Regions from separate parts of the Gossypium hirsutum genome. Here regions 2 and 3 are each linked to region 1. A link is a contact called in public Hi-C data. All regions are on one chromosome and are shown on one strand. Each heading gives the region's core, a stretch centred on a gene start, on an enhancer-like site or on the middle of the called end of the contact. The rest is flanking DNA. Distances are from core to core; before and after follow the strand shown.

What was found. Hi-C and Micro-C count contacts between places; a contact is called where the count stands out from the background.
Region 2: a Hi-C map of leaf shows a contact between it and region 1, with 1.9 times the contacts expected there. The contact joins the promoter of LOC107910290 here to the promoter of LOC107910163 in region 1. A contact is called at or near these places in 4 of 34 Hi-C or Micro-C datasets (callus, leaf and petal).
Region 3: a contact with region 1 is called in a Hi-C map of leaf, with 2.1 times the contacts expected there. The contact joins the promoter of LOC107910604 here to the promoter of LOC107910163 in region 1. A contact is called at or near these places in 2 of 34 Hi-C or Micro-C datasets (hypocotyl and leaf).

The regions. Positions count from the first base shown.
Region 1 is chrD02:31,390,019-31,392,843 of Gossypium_hirsutum_v2.1, forward strand. LOC107910163 reads left to right here and starts at 1,381. Exons shown (of 5, transcript XM_041089345.1): 1 at 1,381-1,579.
Region 2 is chrD02:30,969,002-30,971,826 of Gossypium_hirsutum_v2.1, forward strand. It overlaps LOC107910290 (probable peroxidase 26), which reads right to left and starts at 1,396. Exons shown (of 4, transcript XM_016838097.2): 1 at 1,007-1,396; 2 at 343-522; 3 at 91-250. The coding sequence starts at 1,258.
Region 3 is chrD02:31,752,321-31,755,145 of Gossypium_hirsutum_v2.1, forward strand. LOC107910604 (probable protein phosphatase 2C 66) reads right to left here and starts at 1,440. Exons shown (of 7, transcript XM_016838506.2): 1 at 1,016-1,440.

The sequences.
Region 1 (2,825 bases), core at 131-2,630:
CTTGAGTAGCAAATTTGAGTGATTGGTTATTGCATTGGTTGTTGCTTGAAAGGGGTAAGGCTTGGTGAAAGGGAAAATTTTTTGTGACTAACGGAGAAAAATAATTAAAAGAGAATTGTGCTAATAACGTACTATAAAATAAAAAGACAGAAAGTAAAGAACAAAGAAAATAGGAGAGAAAAAGAGAGAGCGTATTTTATTGATCAATGAGAATATTTACAAAGCTTCTCCAAACTTATCGTGATTTTGATGGACATCCACTTAATAATATATTCATAACACTATCAACTAATGAGCTGTTTTTTGAGCCAATTCTTGATACCAATGATTTTATCTTGAAACTTTATTTCCTTTTCTTTTTCTATTAGTTTTCTTCTAAATATAATATTTTATAATCCTTTGATTGATAAAATTTTGACTAAATCAATGAAAAAACCTGAAAAAAACTTTATATTTATTATTGTTGTTAACAATATGATATTTCCTTCGAGGTACATAGAAATAATCCTCGAAGTTGGTCCTTGAAATTGAAATTAAACGAGAGTTAAAAATATTACTTTGAAAAATTTAATTGTTTAATCAATAATTATAAAAAAATTATGTATTTTTAATCAAAAATTGAAAGAATTAATTGAATTTCCTTTTGTTACATTGATAATGATTTTTTTTAATTTTATAAACTGATTAAGAGATTATTAAGTTATTTATTTATTTTTATTTTTTAAAAATTTTAAATCCACAATCAGCAATACATATAACTGATGATCTGATTTAGTGTAAAATCATTTACTAAATTAATTAAAACAAAATTATGCTAGCTAGAGTGAAAATTTATTTTTTAAAATATTAAATTATTTATATAATTTTATTATATATTATATTTTTAAAATTTGTATTTTCTATTATTTTTAATGATGTTTAGTTAAATTCTAATACTAACTTCTTACAAATATAAAAAAAGGTTACGTATCGAATTGAATAATTTCAACCATAAATAAAACAATTAATAGATATGGAATGCCTCTATTTTAAAAGCTGAAAGCATAAGTTAAGAAGTTTGAGAATAAAACTGATAGAATTTGTAAATATTAAGGGTTAAATTTATTGAATTATTTAGAATTATAATTAGGTTGATAGAATAAGTAAGTATTGAAGACTAAATGTGTTATTATACCGACTAGAAAAGGACTTTATGTAATCAATTTGATGGTGGGTGACCAAAATAAAAACGAATTAAAACATTAGTGTCTAAATTGAAAAATTTTAAAGTTAATTGATCAAAACAGGAATACGAATATAGTTGAGTGACGTTTTCTTTAGTTTACCCTATTTTTTCAATATAATTTTTATTTTATTAAATAATTTTTTAATAATTTTCATGGACTGAATTTGTCATGGAGTTTCGAGTTCACGTGAAATCATCTCACCTAATAACAGCTAACTCCTATAACAACTAAATAGTGAAAAAAAATTGCGGCGATATGGCGTTATGATATATATGAGAGTACGAAATGAACAACAAACGATAACAGTAAAAATATCTTTTAGGACTTTTTAAAGACAAAGTGGGACTGCTGTTGTAAGGATTCTTCCCTGTTCTTCTCTGTGTCTGTTTTTCTTTTCTTCCTCTAACCATAATGTCTCCAAATCTCCTCATTTCCTCATCGATTCTTTCTTCTTTTACTTCAGGTATTTGTTTACTTTACCTTTTATTTTTATTTTTATATATATGCTGCCATTTTATTTCTTCTTAGTTGTGTCCTCTACCCCAACAAAACACCACTAATCTCTGCTCTTTCCTCAGATCTTCCCAATTTCTTGGCTTTTACTCCAAATGGAGATCTGGGTATCGTTTGTTTTTGTGGTTCAGCCTGTAAATTTGCTTCTTTTATTGTTAAAAATGGAAGGTTTTGATATTCTTATACTACAAAAGTTACAATCATTTGGTTTGTTTTTGAAAAAAGTTAAAAATGTAGTCGAAATCTTATAATTTGGACTCTAGGCAGAAAAGAGAAGTTCCTTTAGGTGAGCTCATTAAGCTTGTATATAAGTTTCCTTCTTAGATCTGCTCCATTTGATCAATTCTTGGTGAACAATTAGAATAGGTATCCGTTGTTTCTTTGATTTGGACTGCAAAATTGGTTCTCCAGATTTTAGCTGAATGTAGTAGGAGTGTCTTCTTTATTGTATGATGCCTTTCTTAGAGAGTTGTGAAAGTCTATATCTTTTAGTCAGTAGGAATTCCATTTTGGGCTGTGTTCTTTTTTCAGAAAATACTGTAAAAAGATTAACTTTCTAATATTGGATAAGAATTCTCATAATTTTGGAGCTCTTTATGGCCGGTTATTGGATCTTGTCCCCTTTCCTTGATTTTGTTTGAATGTTGATCTGGGTGATTGATTTTGGTTCTTTATGTGGTTGATGACTGGAATGGTACTTGTTACATGCTTTTATGGAAATTTGAAATGGTGATTCTCTATCAAAATATGAGTACTTTGACTTAATTGATCCTGTTAATTCCTAAGAAACTGTGCAATAGGGGATAAAGACGGCCTTCCTTTAGCATTTTTCTCACAGCTTTGGATTCTCATTCTCTTCTATGCCTTCAGATCCTTTTCTTTCTATTGTCTTCCGTACAAAATCAAGATGTGTTTATATTTACCCGGGTTTGAATGTGGTTGTTTGATAGATGTCTGGTTCGTGAACTTGTTTTCCTCTCTCACTCTCTGAATTTACATGCATGCATATCTATATATTGGCATTATATGATGCCATATGCTTTATGAGTTACAAGGAATACATTCCTATTGGCTAAGACTCCACTA
Region 2 (2,825 bases), core at 146-2,645, 420 kb before region 1:
TTCATGTTAATTCCACATGTTTGTATACACTAACAGGTTAATAATAGATATAGATTTTGACTAGTTGATGTATCCGTGTTAGTGTTTTACCTAATAGGGTTGTCATGTCCAACACATCCAAGCCTCTTGATCGGAAATAAGCGAGAGAAGCTTCCCAGGAGATGGATGGTGAAGGGAGATCAACGGAGTCCTTGGTCGATGTCATCCCGTCTCTTCTCCCTGTATATACGGGATAAGACGGTGCTCCTGCCTGAATTTATATAATATGAATTAATGATTTATATGATACAAATACTCTATAGAGATTTAGTTAATGATGAGAAAAATTAAATAAATACATACCAAATGAACAGCATCTCGAGTGGCGAGGTTAAGAATGTCAGCACAAGAGACAACGCCTGGGCAACGAGCTTCAAGCACCGTCTTAATCTTGTCGATAAACGCGAACCCTGCCAGTCCCCTGTTCTGTGGTGCAGCCTTCTCCGAATTCGGCCCATCTAGCAGGACTGAAGCATCGCATCCCTAACCATTTCCATCAACCCTTGTAAGTATTAAAACCAAAAGACTTTGGCACCCAAATCTTTATCCTTTCATTACAATCAACTGAAATTTTCATATAAATGAACTCTCCAGTTGACAAACCTCTTAGTATTAAAACCTAGAAAATTACTTTTAATATATTTCATACAATCATTCATGTGATAGTATTACTAAGATGGAAAGCCGAACTGGCTTTGGAAACGTGAAGTCTCTCATGTTTCAGTTCCGCCGTTATTTTTATTTGTAGTAGGTGAGTTTGATGCATTTTAATAAATGATTTTGATTATAATTATTTAAATTTAGGACGTACTCGTAATTATAATTTCTTCTAAATAACAAAATAAAAATTTATCCCCGGGATGGGAAAAAAGTGTGCTTTATGATAATTAGAAAGAAAAGGGTGCAGCAGACATTTATGAAATATACAAATAAAAAAGGAAAAAGGAAAACAATGATAAATACTTACATTTACAAAACAATCCGCATACAGCAAGCGAAGAAGCTTAGGTGCAATAGTTTTATCATACTTATAAAACGATTCCACTTGGTGCCTAATATAAGCCTCTGCATTATCACATGTATTATGCACCTTATAGTAATGCCAAACCAGCTTCACCGGAGTCTGCAACGACCATGCCGCCTCAACCGCAACCTCCATTGAGCACCACAAGCTCAGTACTGCAAGAGCAAAACCGAAACCCAACCTTTCTCTCCTCATTTTCTCACTTTAAAGCATAAACCCTAATATGCACACCAAGCTTGTATATCTGCTCATGGTAAGGGGGGCAAAGCTTATATAGAATCTATTTTTTGACTTGCCACGCGTCTTTACCGACAATGCCAAGTTGGATAAATTCGAAAATAGATGATATATTTTTCATAAGTTTATAGAAACTTGATCCTTTATTATCGTAAGAGTGAAGCGAATGGGGCTGTTCACATGCAATAAGGTGTTTTAGACATTCTTTTACGTTATGTTGTTTACGTCGATAGCAAGGAACGTGATTGCATGTGATTGCAGCATTGGTTTGAGGGTCTATTTTATTTTACATTTCTGTTCTCTTTTTTGTGATCCAAAAACTTTTCAAGTTTCCAAGAAATTTTACTCGTTAACCAATGTTAATTTGGGTTATGATTTGATGATTAATCAATTACGAACTTTGGGCTTTGTAAGTTTGACTAGGTTTTGTGAAATTTGATTTTCTCCAATAATTCTTTAATTCAAGTATTAAAATGCATTTCGATGCTCTTCCTTCTTTTCCGCATATAAAATCTCGGTATACTTAACAAAATACTTAGTTTAATGTTTACTAATTTAAGAATACAAGTTTTGTTGCCTTTTGATCTTTTATTATAGGATTGGTGGGAGAGAAGCTGCTGAATTAATTATTTTTTTTATAATTATCATAGGTCAAGCTTCCATTATCATAATCTTTCTTATTTTCTATTTTTTTAAAAGAAGAAAATCATAATTTCTTTGTTATTTTTTCTAAAATAAAGAAATCTTCCTTTGAAATTAAAAGAAGAAATTCTAAATTCTAAATTCTAAATCCAAAATCCAATACTCATTTTTTAATTATACAAATTAATTGGAAACTTGGATTCAAAATTCAGGCCAAGAGCACTTTTGGCTATGTTTTATGTAAAACTCAATGTTGATAATGACAATAGAATGATCATAAAGTAATATGAAAAGAAAATAAAAAACACACATATTTTTATGTGGAAACCCTTTCGGGAAAAAACCACCGGTAGAGAAGAAGAAAATTCACTAATGTCGAATTTAGATGATATAAGAGGAGTTTAGACTACATCTATTTATAGGTTAAAAAACTTATTCTAATCAACGTCAAATAGAAGCAGTATAGTAAGGTTGAACTCTAACAATCTCCATCTTAATACGAATCCTTAATGAACAAGTTTTTCACCATGAACTCTCAATGAAAAAGTTCTCCACCTCTTCCACAAAACCCCTTAAGGGGTAATCTTCAACAATGAACACCAACAAAGTCCAAGCAATGCTTAAACTTGGTTACCGGAAGTGACTTAGTCATCATATCTGCAGGATTATCATGAGTACTAACTTTACTCACAACAATATCACCATGAGCAATAATATCATGCATAAAATGATATCGGACATCGATGTGCTTTGTTTTCTCATTAAATATTTGTTCCTTCGTAAGGAAGGTGACATTTTGACTGTCACAAAATACCATACTAATCTGAAGGTCTTTATTGCACCAAAGAGTCCATTTAACTAAATAGCTTCTTTACAAGCCTCA
Region 3 (2,825 bases), core at 190-2,689, 360 kb after region 1:
AAATAGCATCACAACTATTAATTGGAACTTATTAACAACATTGATGCAAAACTTAATTCAATGTAATTAAGGAGGATGGTTCAAACTAACACAAATGAAAGATTCAAAAGTTATTTGCCCAGCTAGCTCTAGCATTTGGCAAGCAACATTGATGCAAAACTTAATTCAGTATAATTAAGGATGACAGTTCAAACTAATAAGAAAGAAAGTTTCAAGAGTTATTTGCTCAGCTTGCCCTAGCATTTGGAAACAAAATTGATGCAAATCTTAATTCAATATAATTATGGATGATGGTTCAAACTAACATGAACGAAAGCTTCAAAAGTTATTTGCTCAGCTTGCTCTAGCATTCGGCAATTTCTAATTTGAATTTGCAATCGAAATAATGACAATAATGATGACGATGATAATAATACCAGTTGAAATGAAAGGAAAACAGAGTAGCTTTACATTTTATGAGTCGAATCCTACAGCCTGGTGTTATCAAATTGATTCCTACTTTAAGCATTGGATAAGAGGAGTGACGGAAAGGTATTAACAAGTTCTTCAGAAGCATAGCGTTTCAAGTTCTCAAAACCTTACCCAGCGTAACATAAATGAAGATATGACTAGCCAACCAACTACTCAAAGACATAATTAACTGCATTCATCAAGGTACCTACATCACCTACAGCATTTAAAGAAACTAAAGAAGCGTGACATATATAATTAGGTAGACTTGTACTGACTTCTCTAAATGACCTTCAATTACATGATTTCTTTGAATTAAGTAACCTATAAATAAATTAACACTAACATAAAGAAAAAAAAATTAAACTTGTATAGTTTTAAGTAACTCAATGAGAGTCTACAATCCAGGATCATCAAATTAAGTTGAGAATCTAACTGCAGCAGCAAAAGCTATTACGGCTTCAATTCTCGTTTAACTTGAAATATTCAAAAAAGAAGGAATCCAAGCAACCAAACAGAGAATTCACTAACGAAGAAAAAGAAAAAGAAGAAAAATTTGGAATACCTTGTTTGAGGCTTGAGATATGAGAAAGACAGCTTCGACGGTAGCAGAAGCTCGATCGACTAAAGATAAGTTTAAACTAGAAGAGAGAGGAAAGGAATAGATGAAAGAATCAAGTTTTAGGGTTTTATTTTGTGGGGGGCTGGGAGTGTTGGGTGAGGTTGGTGGCGGTTTTATTTTTTTCTCTTAAAAATTGTCAACTGTTACGAGAAAGATTAAAATAAAGAAAGGGCGGCTGAAATGTGGGACTGAGTTGAGTCGAGTTCGAGTTGAGTTGAGGAAGGAGTGATGTTGTTGCTTTCGTGAGCTCTTCCGAGTTCCCTCGCAGGTGCGGGAAGTGACTGTCGTGTTGTGCGGGAAGATGCTCAATCTGTCTGCTTATTGCCGGGTCTCACTGTCCGGTTGCAAGTGCCCAAAAATGATTTTCGAGTATTTTTGTTTTAATTTTTTTTGTTGTCTTAAAGTACACTATTAGTAAGTCAATTATGCGGAAATATTTTAATCATTTAATTAAAAATAGTTGTTCTAATTGTTTTATTGTCATTAAAATAATTTGTTTCAACTGGTATAATAATCATTTTAGTTCTTCTTTTATATATTTTTTATTAATTTGATCCTAGATTCTATATAAAAGTTATAAAAAAAACTTCAAATTATTCAAAAATAAAAACTTCTATATCAAAATTCTAGAAAAATAAAATCTCAAATATGTTATTGTTGAAGAACTAATATATATGAAAAATAAAGAAAATTATCATTCAATAAAATTCAATAACAAATTAAAAATAGAACAAAATAAAAAGTTAGATCATTACCAAATTAGTAATATATTTAAGTAGAGTTTCATGCCTTTGAAGAAAATGTAGAATTGGTGAAAAAATAGAATGTCGATAATGGCAAGAAAACAGAGAAAAATATAACACACAGATTTTATGTGGAAACCCTTTCTGAAAAAAACCATGGGCAGAGGAGAAGAAAATTCACTATGTCGAATTCGAATAAATATAAGGAGTATAGATTGTGCCTATTTATAGGTTTAGAAAATCTTATTCTAATCAACATCTAATAGAAGTAATGCAGTAAGGTTGAAACACATTATTCAAATCAATATCAAACAAAGGAAGTAAACTTTTATACAGATTCTTCTTGTGCAGCCTGTATTTTATTTTAATAAGAATTTGGGTCACAACTCTAACAATCTCCACCTTGACACGAATTCTCAATGAACAAGTTCTCCACCTCTTCCATGAAACCCCTTAAGAGTTTATCTTCAACAATAAACACCAACCAAGTCTAAGCAATGCTCAAACTTGGTTATAAGAAGTGAGTTAGTCATCATATCTGCAGGATTATCATGATTACTAATTTTGCTCACAACAATATCACCACAAGCAATAATATCACGAACAAAATGATACCGAACATCAATGTGCTTTGTTCTCTCATGAAACATTTGATCTTTCATAAAGATGACGACACTTTGACTGTCACAAAATACTATACTGATTTGAAGGTCTTCATTAAGTTTACTAAATAGCCCCTTTAACGAAATAACTTCTTTACAAGCCTCAATAATTGTCATGTACTCAGCTTCAATGGTAGACAAAGCGACAATAGTTTACAAGGTGGCTTTCCAATTAATTACACAAACCCCCAATTGTAAAGACATAACCTGATACGGGGTTACGCGCGGACCAAGATTGAGTTGCCAAGTCACGGGAAACTCCTACGAAAACCCTAAACAATCAGATCTGAAACGAAACAGAAAATTAAAAGATTAGAACTTTGAATTTCCAGATCTGAAATAAAATCC